Linked DNA regions of Sus scrofa: all the other regions are linked to region 1. A link is a contact called in public HiChIP or PLAC-seq and promoter capture Hi-C data. All regions are on one chromosome and are shown on one strand. Each heading gives the region's core, a stretch centred on a gene start, on an enhancer-like site or on the middle of the called end of the contact. The rest is flanking DNA. Distances are from core to core; before and after follow the strand shown.

Region 1 (3,249 bases), core at 271-2,770:
CAGCAAGAACTGCCGGCTGGGGGCCCAAATTGCTAGTCCCGGAATGAGAAGTGTGGTGCCGTCAGGATTCATGCGTGCCCAAGGGAGGAAGGGGCTGAGAGTCTGGATTCCCAGGTTCCTTACAGAAGTTGGGGTCTGGGGGCCCAGACACTTGAGTTCTCAGAAGGAGGAGAGGGATGAGGGCAAAGACATCCTGATCCTGGGAGAGGAGAAAGCTGGGGATTTGGATTTGGGGTCCAAGGGAGGAGGGGACTGGGGGCCTGGACTCTTGGTTTTCGGAGTAGGGGGCTGGGGGTCTGAACTCTTGAGTCTAAGAGAGAAGGAGACTGGGGCCTCAGATCCCTGAGTCCCCGAAGGAGAAGGAGGCTTGGGGCTCTGACTTCTCCATTCTGAAAGTATATGCCAAGCTATTCAAGTCCGTAGAGGATCAGGAACTACGATTCCCAGCAGACTTCGTAGCAAACATTCCCCTCCGTCCGTTACTTGTTCGCCGCGCAGCCTGCTGGGAGGTGTAGTTCCACTCTGACTCGGGCTGGAATTTGGGGGAGCCGGGACACGCAGATGTCGGGGAAGCGTGACTGGGCTACCTGCTCCTAGATCCCGGCCCCCTTTTCTTCCCTGCTCACCTAGCTCTCCCTCACCTCCCGCTCACCTGGTCCCGGGCCCCGCCGCCGCCGCCTCCTCCACTGAACTTGTATAAACTTTCCTTAGGGCGACTTTCCCGCGCCTGCGCAATGACTGTACCGGCTAGGAGCCGGCCCAAACGTGGAAGGGGCGGGGCGATGAGGCCCGCCTAATTTGCATAGAACGCTCCCAGCATGCCCGTGGTCGGAAGACCTAAAAAGGGCATGATGGGCGGGGGAGTTTTCCCGGCTCACTGTACCGCCTCTCTGGCTGTCGAGTCGATAATCCTAACGACGTTAAAGTCGTTTTTATTTCAAGAAATCAACAGAAAACAAGTCCCACCTCTAAAACTCAGCTGACGAGAAGTGGGGTGTGCGGCGGCGAGTTCGAGAGCTACGGGGCTTCAAACGCAGGAGTGGGTTTTCTGGGTTTCTGGGTTCCTGGGTTCCCGGCGCACCTCCTCCCGGCACTCTACGCGCCTCGACCCACTACCTAGGTAACGCGGAAAAGCGGGGGAGTTGGTGGCGTCCAGTAGTGAAGAATGGGACGGAGGAAGGATGCGTCTGCCTTGACAGTGGGGAAGGGGGTTTGTGTACGCTGGGGAAAGTGAAGCGAGAAGGAAAGGAAGTGAAGCAATGGCTGGCTGTAAAACAAAACTTAGAAAAGTAGTTGGTAGGAGAGAAGAGGAGGTGTCCACACTGGGGTATCTAGGGGAGAGAAGGACTCTGTGAATGAGAAGCGATCCACTCTGGGAAGTGGGGCGTGCCGCGGAGGAGGGAGGCCGTCTGTTTGGGAGGAACTGTGGTTGGTCGGTCTATGAGTGAGGGGTTCTGGGGAGCGGGGGGAGCTACACTGGAGTTGAGTGTGGGAGGTAGAGGTCTGCGAGTCCCTAGCATGTGCACGGCAGTAACGGGAGGGAGGCGTCTACCCTGGAGATAAGAGTACCTGCACTGTGTGATGTGGGGGAGGGAAGGGCTTTCAGTGGAGTGGGGAAGGTCTACACTGGCGGAATTGAGGAAGGTAGAATTGAGGGAGGTAGAGGTATGTAGATAAAAGAAGCTGGGGAAAGGAGAGGGGTTTTGGAGGGACTCCTCTCTGAATTAGGGAGCCTCTCTGGAGGATGGGAGGTCTCCTGTCTGTACCCCAGGAGAATAGAGGTGAGGACCCTGCGCCGTGGCGCTTGAGAGGGAGGTCTGGGTTCGGAACCTTCCAACTGGGTGGGCCTGGGAGTCCGCCTATATCCAGGAACTGTCCCCGGCGCACAGGCCCATGGGAACTCAGAAGCCTCGGATCCTGCCCTGGCTGATATCTCAGCTGAACCAGGGGCAACTGGAGGGCGTGGCCTGGCTGGATGAGGGCCACACGCGCTTCCGCATCCCTTGGAAGCACGGCTTGCGGCAGGATGCCCAGCAGGAGGACTTCGGCATCTTCCAGGTGCGCGCGCGCCGGGCCCGGGGACTCCAAGGGGACGGGGCCGAGGGATGGGATCAGCTCGACCGCGCGGCCCACGCTTATTCTGGCAGGTGGGGGTGGATGGAGTTAGAACTGGGAGGGGCGAAGTTAGTACGACGCGCAGATGGGCGTCTGACAGCCGTGAGGATTGGAGCCGCCAGGTCCCAGGAATAGAACCGGGCAAGTGAAGGAAATGCATCCTGGGGTGGGAGGGGAGTGGTGGTGGTAGGGAACCCCCTGGGGTGGGGCTTTTGGTTGTAGAATTCTGGGGGCGGACCTTGGAATATTAGAGGCAAGACTCGACCCTGAAGCCGAGGTTGCCACGGAAGTAGGATATGCCGGTGGTGTTAAGCCTAATGACGAAGAGTGTCCTGGGGCAGCGCACTGGCAGTTAGACACCCATTAGGACCAGGAGGCTGGCTTAGAAAGCAAATGTTTTTGAAGGGTGGAGGTAAGGGGGATTTGGGGCACAGAGAATTCCAGAGCTTGGGGATGAGAACTAAGTTAGAACGTGCAAAGGGAATTGGCACAATATTGTAAATCAACTATGGTTTCAAAAACAAAAACAAAAACAAAACCTGCCAGGGGAGGGCAAGGTGGTGTTAGGACAAGAGGAGCCAAGGTTAGGACCCCTGGGGGCAAGATTTAAGTCATCCTCTTCACTATCTTGGTACCACTGGTCCCCCCAGGCCTGGGCCGAGGCCAGTGGTGCCTACACTCCTGGGAAGGATAAGCCCGACCTGCCCACCTGGAAGAGGAATTTCCGGTCTGCCCTGAACCGGAAAGAAGCATTGCGTTTAGCAGAGGACCACAGCAAGGACCCCCACGACCCACACAAGATCTATGAGTTTGTGACCTCAGGTGTGCTGAAGTGAGGCTTTGCTTGGAGGGATGGGATTTCGGGTGTCCCCAGAGCCCCTACTCCACTCACCACCTTTCTCGACAGGAGTTGGGGACTTTCCTGAGCCAGACACCTCTCTAGACCTCAGTGGCAGATACAGTACCTCTGATACCCACGTAAGAATGCGCCCCGACCGTCCTGCGCTCAGCCCCTGCCTCATGCATCCTCAGGGGCCTAGCGAGGCCACCATCACTCCAGGCTCCACTCTCTCCCTGCAGTCTGCCCCCTACCTGACCCATGGCTGACCCTGTCCCTCCCCTGCTCACAGGCCT
Region 2 (3,249 bases), core at 342-2,841, 730 kb after region 1:
CAGAGCAGCACCAGCACCAGACAATATGTACCAAAGAGTGACCCAGAGAGAGATGGGGAAGAGAAACCCAGTAAGATGGAGAGACAGGGAAACAGTGTGTGAGCTTAGGGCTCCAGGGGAAACAAAGACAGATGCATTGATCGAAGAGGCTGGGACTCAGAGACCAGGGAACAGGGACAAGGATGGGGAGAAGAAAACTGTCCCAAGGTATGGTTATCTTGACTTGCAGATAGACCCTTACCTGATCGTGCTCCTCTTCTGCTTTAAGGAATCCATTCGTCTGCAGGCCCCCTGCTGTGTTACAACATCAACGTGGCCCCGGCTGGGAGGCCATGGGAGGGTGGTATGGGCAAGGAGTCAGGCATCATGGTCCAGGCTTGGCCTGTGGCTCTGGGGAGGAGAGATGAATAAGTAGGAGTATTAAGGGCAGAGAAGAGGAGGCCAAGCCCCAAGTGCTGGGGGCCCAAGGGGCAGGGCTTCCCAGAAGAGGAAGACAAGAATGGACAAGTCAGCTTCCTCATTGCCCCAACCAGTCCATCTGGTCCTCTCCACCTCCCCAGTGAGAGCCAACAGGATTAGAGGCTAATTGTTAACTCAGCGCTTAGAAGTACAAAGCATTGTCCCAAGCATTTAAACTAACTTATATAATGCTAGAAAACACTCCATGTGCCAGGCCTATTATCATCCCCTTCTTGCAAATAAGGAAAGTAATACACAAAAAAAGGTTTTGCCCAAGGTCTTATGCTTAGTAAGGAACTGAATTTGTCTCTGCTTCTCCCTAGACCTCCATCTTCCCTCTCTTTCTAACATCCTCCCACCTCCCGTCATTATTTCCCCCACCCTCCGTCTCTGTCCACTCCCCTCTGGGTCTCCATTCCTTCCCTCCTCTGAATCTCGGTCTCCCTCTCTCTAATTCTCTCCACTTTTCTTTTTCAGGAATTTTTTTCTCTCCACCGCGTCGCCCCAGCCCGCAGCCTCAGCTTGCCTCCTCTGCGCTCCAGTACCGTGCACATCCCTCATACCGAACCCGCTGGGCCACTTGAAACTCTCTGGCTGGGAGAAGCAGCCTCCGGGTGGCAGAGGCTGAGGAGGGGTTAAGGAAGGGCCATCTGGGAGAAGAGGGTGAAGCTGAACCTAAAAGGTGGAAACACCGGATGCCACAGACAGGACTGCAGCAAGAAGATCTCGGGTTAGACCTCAAGCAAGACTTCTCAAGCTGCGGCCGCGCCTGGCAAGCGCGGCACGAGACAAGGCAGAGGTGAACCCGATAAGGAAACGCTCAAAGATTGGGGTCAGACGGTTCCCTACGTCCGGACTGGTCCCGCCAGCCCCGCCTCCTCACCTCCAAGACTCGGGCCGCTGGGTCCTCCGGGAGCCACCGAGAGGCCGTCGGCGTCGGGCCAGAGCGTCAACGCACGACGCGTCTTCCTACTTCTGCGCGACATCTCCCTCGTTCCCAGCGCCCTTTCTTCCGGAAGACTATCGAGAACAGAGACTGGATATGGCCAGAGAGGCCCCGACGTACAGACCCTTCCCTCCTAGGGACCAGGGAACCGACACCCAATTCCGGAGGCGTCTATCTAGCCGGTCCTCCGATCACCATAGAGAGGGCGGGCGTCGCGGTAGAGTGCCGCGTCGCGTCCATGTGACGTCACGTACGAGCCCTTCACTGACGGCTTTCCCCGCCCACCCTAGCTCCCTGTCTCTCTTTCCGGACCTGGCTAAGGAGGAGGCGCCATCATGGTGAGCGCGCTTTGCGGAGTTTGGGCATTGATCATCCGTTGCCATCCGCTGCGGTCTGGGACCGAGGATGTTCCAGAGGGAGGCAGGGGTCCCAGGGTGTCCAAAGGAAGCGACTCCCGGGCTGGGGAGCTATTTTGGGGGCTTGAAGAGCAGAAATGGGAGTCGTCAATTTCTCGTCCTCCCGTATTCTTTTATGGTTCCCATTGAGTACATGACCAACTTGAGGGGTAAGGGAGTTAAATATGACCGGTAACGTAATGACAATAAAGAGCGGAGTCAGAATTCGGACCCAGGCGCTGATCCCACAGCCACTCTTGCCTGTGCTGCCCTTGGACCTGTCACTCCCCGGCCTGGAAAGCTGGGTTCTGGGGGAGTTGCTGAGCGTCTGGTGCCTGGGTGTGGGGACCAGGCAGGCTTCGATTCGAATCTCAATTCACTGCCCAACGTATCATTTCTGTGCGGGGAAAGCATCTTGACTTTATCATTGGGGGCCCAGTAATTATGTCTCACAGATGTGAGTTTGGGAAGAAATAAGTCCCGGGAAGTGTGCTTGTTGTAGGCTTTTGCGTATATTAAGTGCTGGAGGTATCAGTGGTCAAATACCTCTTTCCAGTTAATAGCATAGTAAACAAAAAAAAACCTCTTTAGGCAAGTAGGCAGGGGCTGTAGTGGAAATCGTAGGCTGCTTTCAGTTTTTTTTTAGCGCTAAAGTGGGAAACTAACTTCATAAAAGATTGTTGGATTCAAGGAGATAGTATAAGAAAAGTCCTAGAAGTAGTTTTGTACGGATTACTGAAAAAAAAAGTTCATTGATACCGTAATACCTTTTTAAGTCTGCCTTTGGTTTAAGTGATTTTGGTTCTGCTTTTTCGGAGTGAGTTTGGGGTGCTTAAATAATACATCCCTGAAAACACAGTTTAGTTCTTTGGAACTAAAAATTTGAGTCAGTGTGGCTCCTTTGTTGAGGTCTTTCAGGGTGTGTGCTGTGTGTCATGTGCTGAAGGCTTATGTTGAATTAGTTTTTTTCTACAAAGGGGTCATTGGGTAGGGGGTTAAGTGGTTTTTCCCAGAGCTCTCCGAGTGTCAGATTGGAGTTCGTTGTCTCCAGAGACTGCATTAGCTCTTGCTCAGAGGTAAGGGCTCATTGAGAATGTTTGTGAGGTGAGGATCGAGTCAGGGCTGGGTTCATGGTCTTCCCTTCACCCCTGCAGGGAGTTGACATCCGCCACAACAAGGACCGAAAGGTTCGACGCAAGGAGCCCAAGAGCCAGGACATCTACCTGAGGCTGCTGGTCAAGGTGAGGTTGGGCCTGAGACCCTTAGACAAGGCCACCCCCGAACTACAGGTTCCAGAGCCTCTGTGGCAGTATTGGTCCAAGCTCGAATCACTGGTTCTTTCTCCAAGCTTTTGGGGAGTCCAGAGTTTTTCATCCTCTGACCTTGGATGGGGAGGGAGGTTTTCTGGGTCTCCAGCCAGGAGAGATCTGGGCCAGCTCGCTCCCTTGG
Region 3 (3,249 bases), core at 531-3,030, 560 kb after region 1:
TGATCCCTAGCCTGAGAACTTCCATATGCTGTGGGTGTGGCCATTAAAAAAAAAAAAAAAAAAGCTGAGAATTGTCCTGTCTGTTAGAAGTCGAAGGTACAGTCATAGACATTTTCCAGACAAAGGATCTTACATAAAAATGACATTTGCGGAGTTCCCATCGTGGCGCAGTGGTTAACGAATCCGACTAGGAACCATGAGGTTGTGGGTTCGGTCCCTGCCCTTGCTCAGTGGGTTAACGATCCGGCGTTGCCGTGAGCTGTGGTGTAGGTTGCAGACGCGGCTCGGATCCCGCGTGGCTGTGGCTCTGGCGTAGGCCGGTGGCTACAGCTCTGATTCAACCCCTAGCCTGGGAACCTCCATATGCCGCGGGAGCGGCCCAAGAAATAGCAACAACAACAACAACAACAACAAAAAGACAAAAGACAAAAAAGACAAAAAAAAAAAAAAAAAGACATTTGCCATGTTTGGGGGGGGGCAATTTTCTCTCTTCGCTAAGCTCCTTCACTTCATCCTCAAAATGAGGACGTGAGGGCTTCCTGGGGGAGGAATTCTAATGCTCCAATTCCTTTGCAGCCTGCCCTGGGACACTCAGGAGCCAGAAATGGCTCAGAAGCTCTGGGTCCTGGAGCAGGTAAGGAATTGGAGATCCAAACTAGAAGCAAGAAAGTCAACAAAAGGGTGAGGAGTAGCATTAAGTATTAATGTCTCCTGAGTACTCTTGAGTACCAGGGTATGGATGGCAGAACATTTCAGAGACGCTTGAATTCCTGGGGAATGAGAAAGCCCTAGTTCACAGCGGTTCCACCGTTGCTGTCAAACTCTGCTCCTCTGTCGGGAAGTTTTCGGGCAATTGGACTACAGATCCCATAATGCACGCAGACTTAAAAAGAGGGTCTCGCCCTGTTCAAAATCCTTTAGAGCCATATGCTAGGGACTACAACTCCCAGAAGGACACGCTCTGCACCGTGGTCCTCACCTTACAGGCAAATTATTCAAGGCCACCCCTGCATCTTCTTTTTTCTAGTCCGAGGAACACGACCCCTTATTTACCAACATCTGAGGGTCACCGGGAGCGAGTTCTCAGCCTCTCTCAAGCCTTGGCTGCTGAGGCGTCACAGTGGCACCGAATGATGACAGGTGAGAATGGGCTGGGGACCTTGGGCTCCTGGGTGTTAGGGAAGAGGGAGTCTGGAGGCCCGGAATCCTAGGTCCTGGTGGGGAGGGGGGTCCGACGACCGCCAGAAACCCTCTGCCTTGGTAAAGAAAGAGCTGGACAGGGCTTGGGGGTTCCAGACCCCAGTAGGAGGGGACTGGATCCCAGGACTGCCGTGTCTGGGGAGGAGAGGACGGGGAGCCTGGACTCCTAGGTTTGAGAGGAAAGTCCTGGGTGTCGGGACTTCTGGGTCCCAAAGTTTGCCATTCTCGTTCTCCGTCCGTCCTCTCCAGGTGGCAGTTTGGACTCTCGAGGAGACCCTCTTCCCCCTGCGTCGCCACCTCCGTCAGATCCCACGCCCTGCGTGTCCTCGCCCCCAAGATCTCCTCCAGTGGCCAGTTCCCACTCCACGGGGTTCTCCCACCGAGGGACTGGGCGCGACGCAGGCCCGGCCTCTTGGGAGCCGACCTGGGATTCCGGGACCGCCCCTCCCGCGCTAACCCCAGACGAGGAGGCGTGGCCTCTGAGAGTCACGCTGCTACAGTCCAGCTTCTGACCCGCCCAAGCAGGGCAGCCAATCAGAGCTGGAGGGCGTGTCCCGGAGGTACTTCCGGGACAGATGGAGCCTCTTCCCTCACCTGAGGGCGTGATCTGGTCCCCTCCCGGTGGCCGAGGAGTGGCTACTTTGGCCAAAGTTTGATTTTCCCAATACTTGTCCAAATTTGGATTAAAACATTGAACTCTTAGTCGATAACTTTCTGTCTGTTTGGAGTTGTGACACCGGTGTCTCGAAGAGGTAGAGCTGGAGTGGTGAACTCCTGGGTCCCGCGGGAGGAGGGGACAGCGGACTCAGCTTTGTGTGTCAGAGGAACGGGGGGAGCTCGAGGTCTGGATTACTGAGTCTGAGGGAGGAGGGGGCCGGCGACCTGGATTCCTGGGTCTGAAGGAAGAGAGGACCCGGGACCTGGACTTTGGAGTCCAAGGTCCGGCAGAGGGGGCCGGACTCCAGGAATCCCGAGTTTGAGGGTTGGGGGACCGGCCTCCTGGGTCTGAGGGAGGAGGGGGCTGGGGCCAAGTTCCAGGCTTCTGGCTTTCCTGGCAACGCCCCCGGGGCCGGGCTTCAGGATCCAGCCCCTATTTATGGTTCGACCCCAAGACCTCACCGGACTTCAGAGGGGGATAGAAGCCTCGAGTGAGTGTGAGTGAGTGGCCGAAGGAGACCTTCTGACGCGGGATGGCAACGGGAACGCGCTATGCCGGGAAGGTGGTAATCGTGACGGGGGGCGGGCGCGGCATCGGAGCTGGGATCGTCCGAGCCTTCGGTGAGTGGGGTCTGGTCGGCTCTGAACAGTGGAGTCTGGGAGCGGAGGGACCCGGGGGCTAATGGGTGTGGGACGAAGTATCTTCTGTACTGGAATCTAGATTCTTGTCTCGTAAAATCCAATTTGCAAAGTTAACGAAGGGAAGGCAGAGGTGGCCTGGGGCCTGAGATTGCGGCGGATTTTCAAATGCCATTGACTCCCTTTCTCTGGGTCTCAGCTATTGCTACAGAATGGGGGGCCGGGGGTGGTGGTTGAAGGAATATGTCTTTTGGAGGTTTAGGGTTTACTCTAGAACCCAGGGATGGAGACTCAGGAGCCCCAGAAGTCACCTGGAATAGCCAAGGAGAAGGCTAGGCTTCTGCCTTTTGCCCTACGGGATCATCATGAGACTTTGGGGTCACGAGGGGAACAGAGCTGGGGCGGTGGTGGGGGGGGAACGGCCCTGTTCCGGGTGGCCACAGAGGGCAGCAGAGATCTTCACCAAGGTCTCTGCAGGGCTAACCTATTCCCTGTCTATTCGCAGTGGAAAGTGGCGCCCAGGTGGTGATCTGTGACAAAGACGGTGAGTGAGGGTCCCCCAGTCCTCAGCCCACTGCCTCCTCCCTTAGATTCAAGAAGAATACAGGCCCCAGCACCCTCCTCCCTCAGACCCAGGATCCAGCCCCAGCCCTCCTCCCTCAGACCCAGGATCCTGGGCCCCCAGCCCCTCCTCTCTGAGACCCAGGCTCCAGCCCCCAGCCCTTCTCTTCCTGCAGAGTCCACTGGTCGGAC

What was found. Promoter capture Hi-C pulls out the DNA fragments that hold promoters and counts their contacts. HiChIP or PLAC-seq counts read pairs in DNA pulled down with a chosen protein or histone mark.
Region 2: a contact with region 1 is called in a promoter capture Hi-C map of fetal liver, with 4 times the contacts expected there. The contact joins the promoter of RPL18 here to the promoter of BCL2L12 in region 1. A contact is called at or near these places in 2 of 5 promoter capture datasets (fetal liver and liver) and 2 of 47 Hi-C or Micro-C datasets (skeletal muscle and subcutaneous adipose tissue).
Region 3: an H3K27ac HiChIP or PLAC-seq map of alveolar macrophages shows a contact between it and region 1. The contact joins the promoter of HSD17B14 here to the promoter of BCL2L12 in region 1. A contact is called at or near these places in 1 of 5 promoter capture datasets (fetal liver) and 1 of 2 datasets of contacts at active chromatin or transcription factors (alveolar macrophages).

What each region holds. Positions count from the first base shown.
Region 1 is chr6:54,704,724-54,707,972 of Sscrofa11.1, reverse strand. BCL2L12 (bcl-2-like protein 12) reads right to left here and starts at 1,520. Exons shown (of 10, transcript XM_013998657.2): 1 at 1,391-1,520; 2 at 1,082-1,116; 3 at 706-894; 4 at 653-704. The coding sequence starts at 1,520. IRF3 (interferon regulatory factor 3) reads left to right here and starts at 1,894. Exons shown (of 8, transcript NM_213770.1): 1 at 1,894-2,058; 2 at 2,766-2,937; 3 at 3,023-3,093. The coding sequence starts at 1,894.
Region 2 is chr6:53,977,023-53,980,271 of Sscrofa11.1, reverse strand. RPL18 (60S ribosomal protein L18) reads left to right here and starts at 1,591. Exons shown (of 7, transcript XM_021094700.1): 1 at 1,591-1,743; 2 at 2,955-3,041. The coding sequence starts at 1,741.
Region 3 is chr6:54,142,674-54,145,922 of Sscrofa11.1, reverse strand. It overlaps HSD17B14 (17-beta-hydroxysteroid dehydrogenase 14), which reads left to right and starts at 1,780. Exons shown (of 10, transcript XM_021094705.1): 1 at 1,780-1,952; 2 at 2,313-2,478; 3 at 3,002-3,040; 4 at 3,234-3,249. The coding sequence starts at 2,391. It overlaps PLEKHA4 (pleckstrin homology domain-containing family A member 4), which reads left to right. Exons shown (of 21, transcript XM_013998606.2): 18 at 577-595; 19 at 598-634; 20 at 1,028-1,140; 21 at 1,450-1,907. The coding sequence ends at 1,712.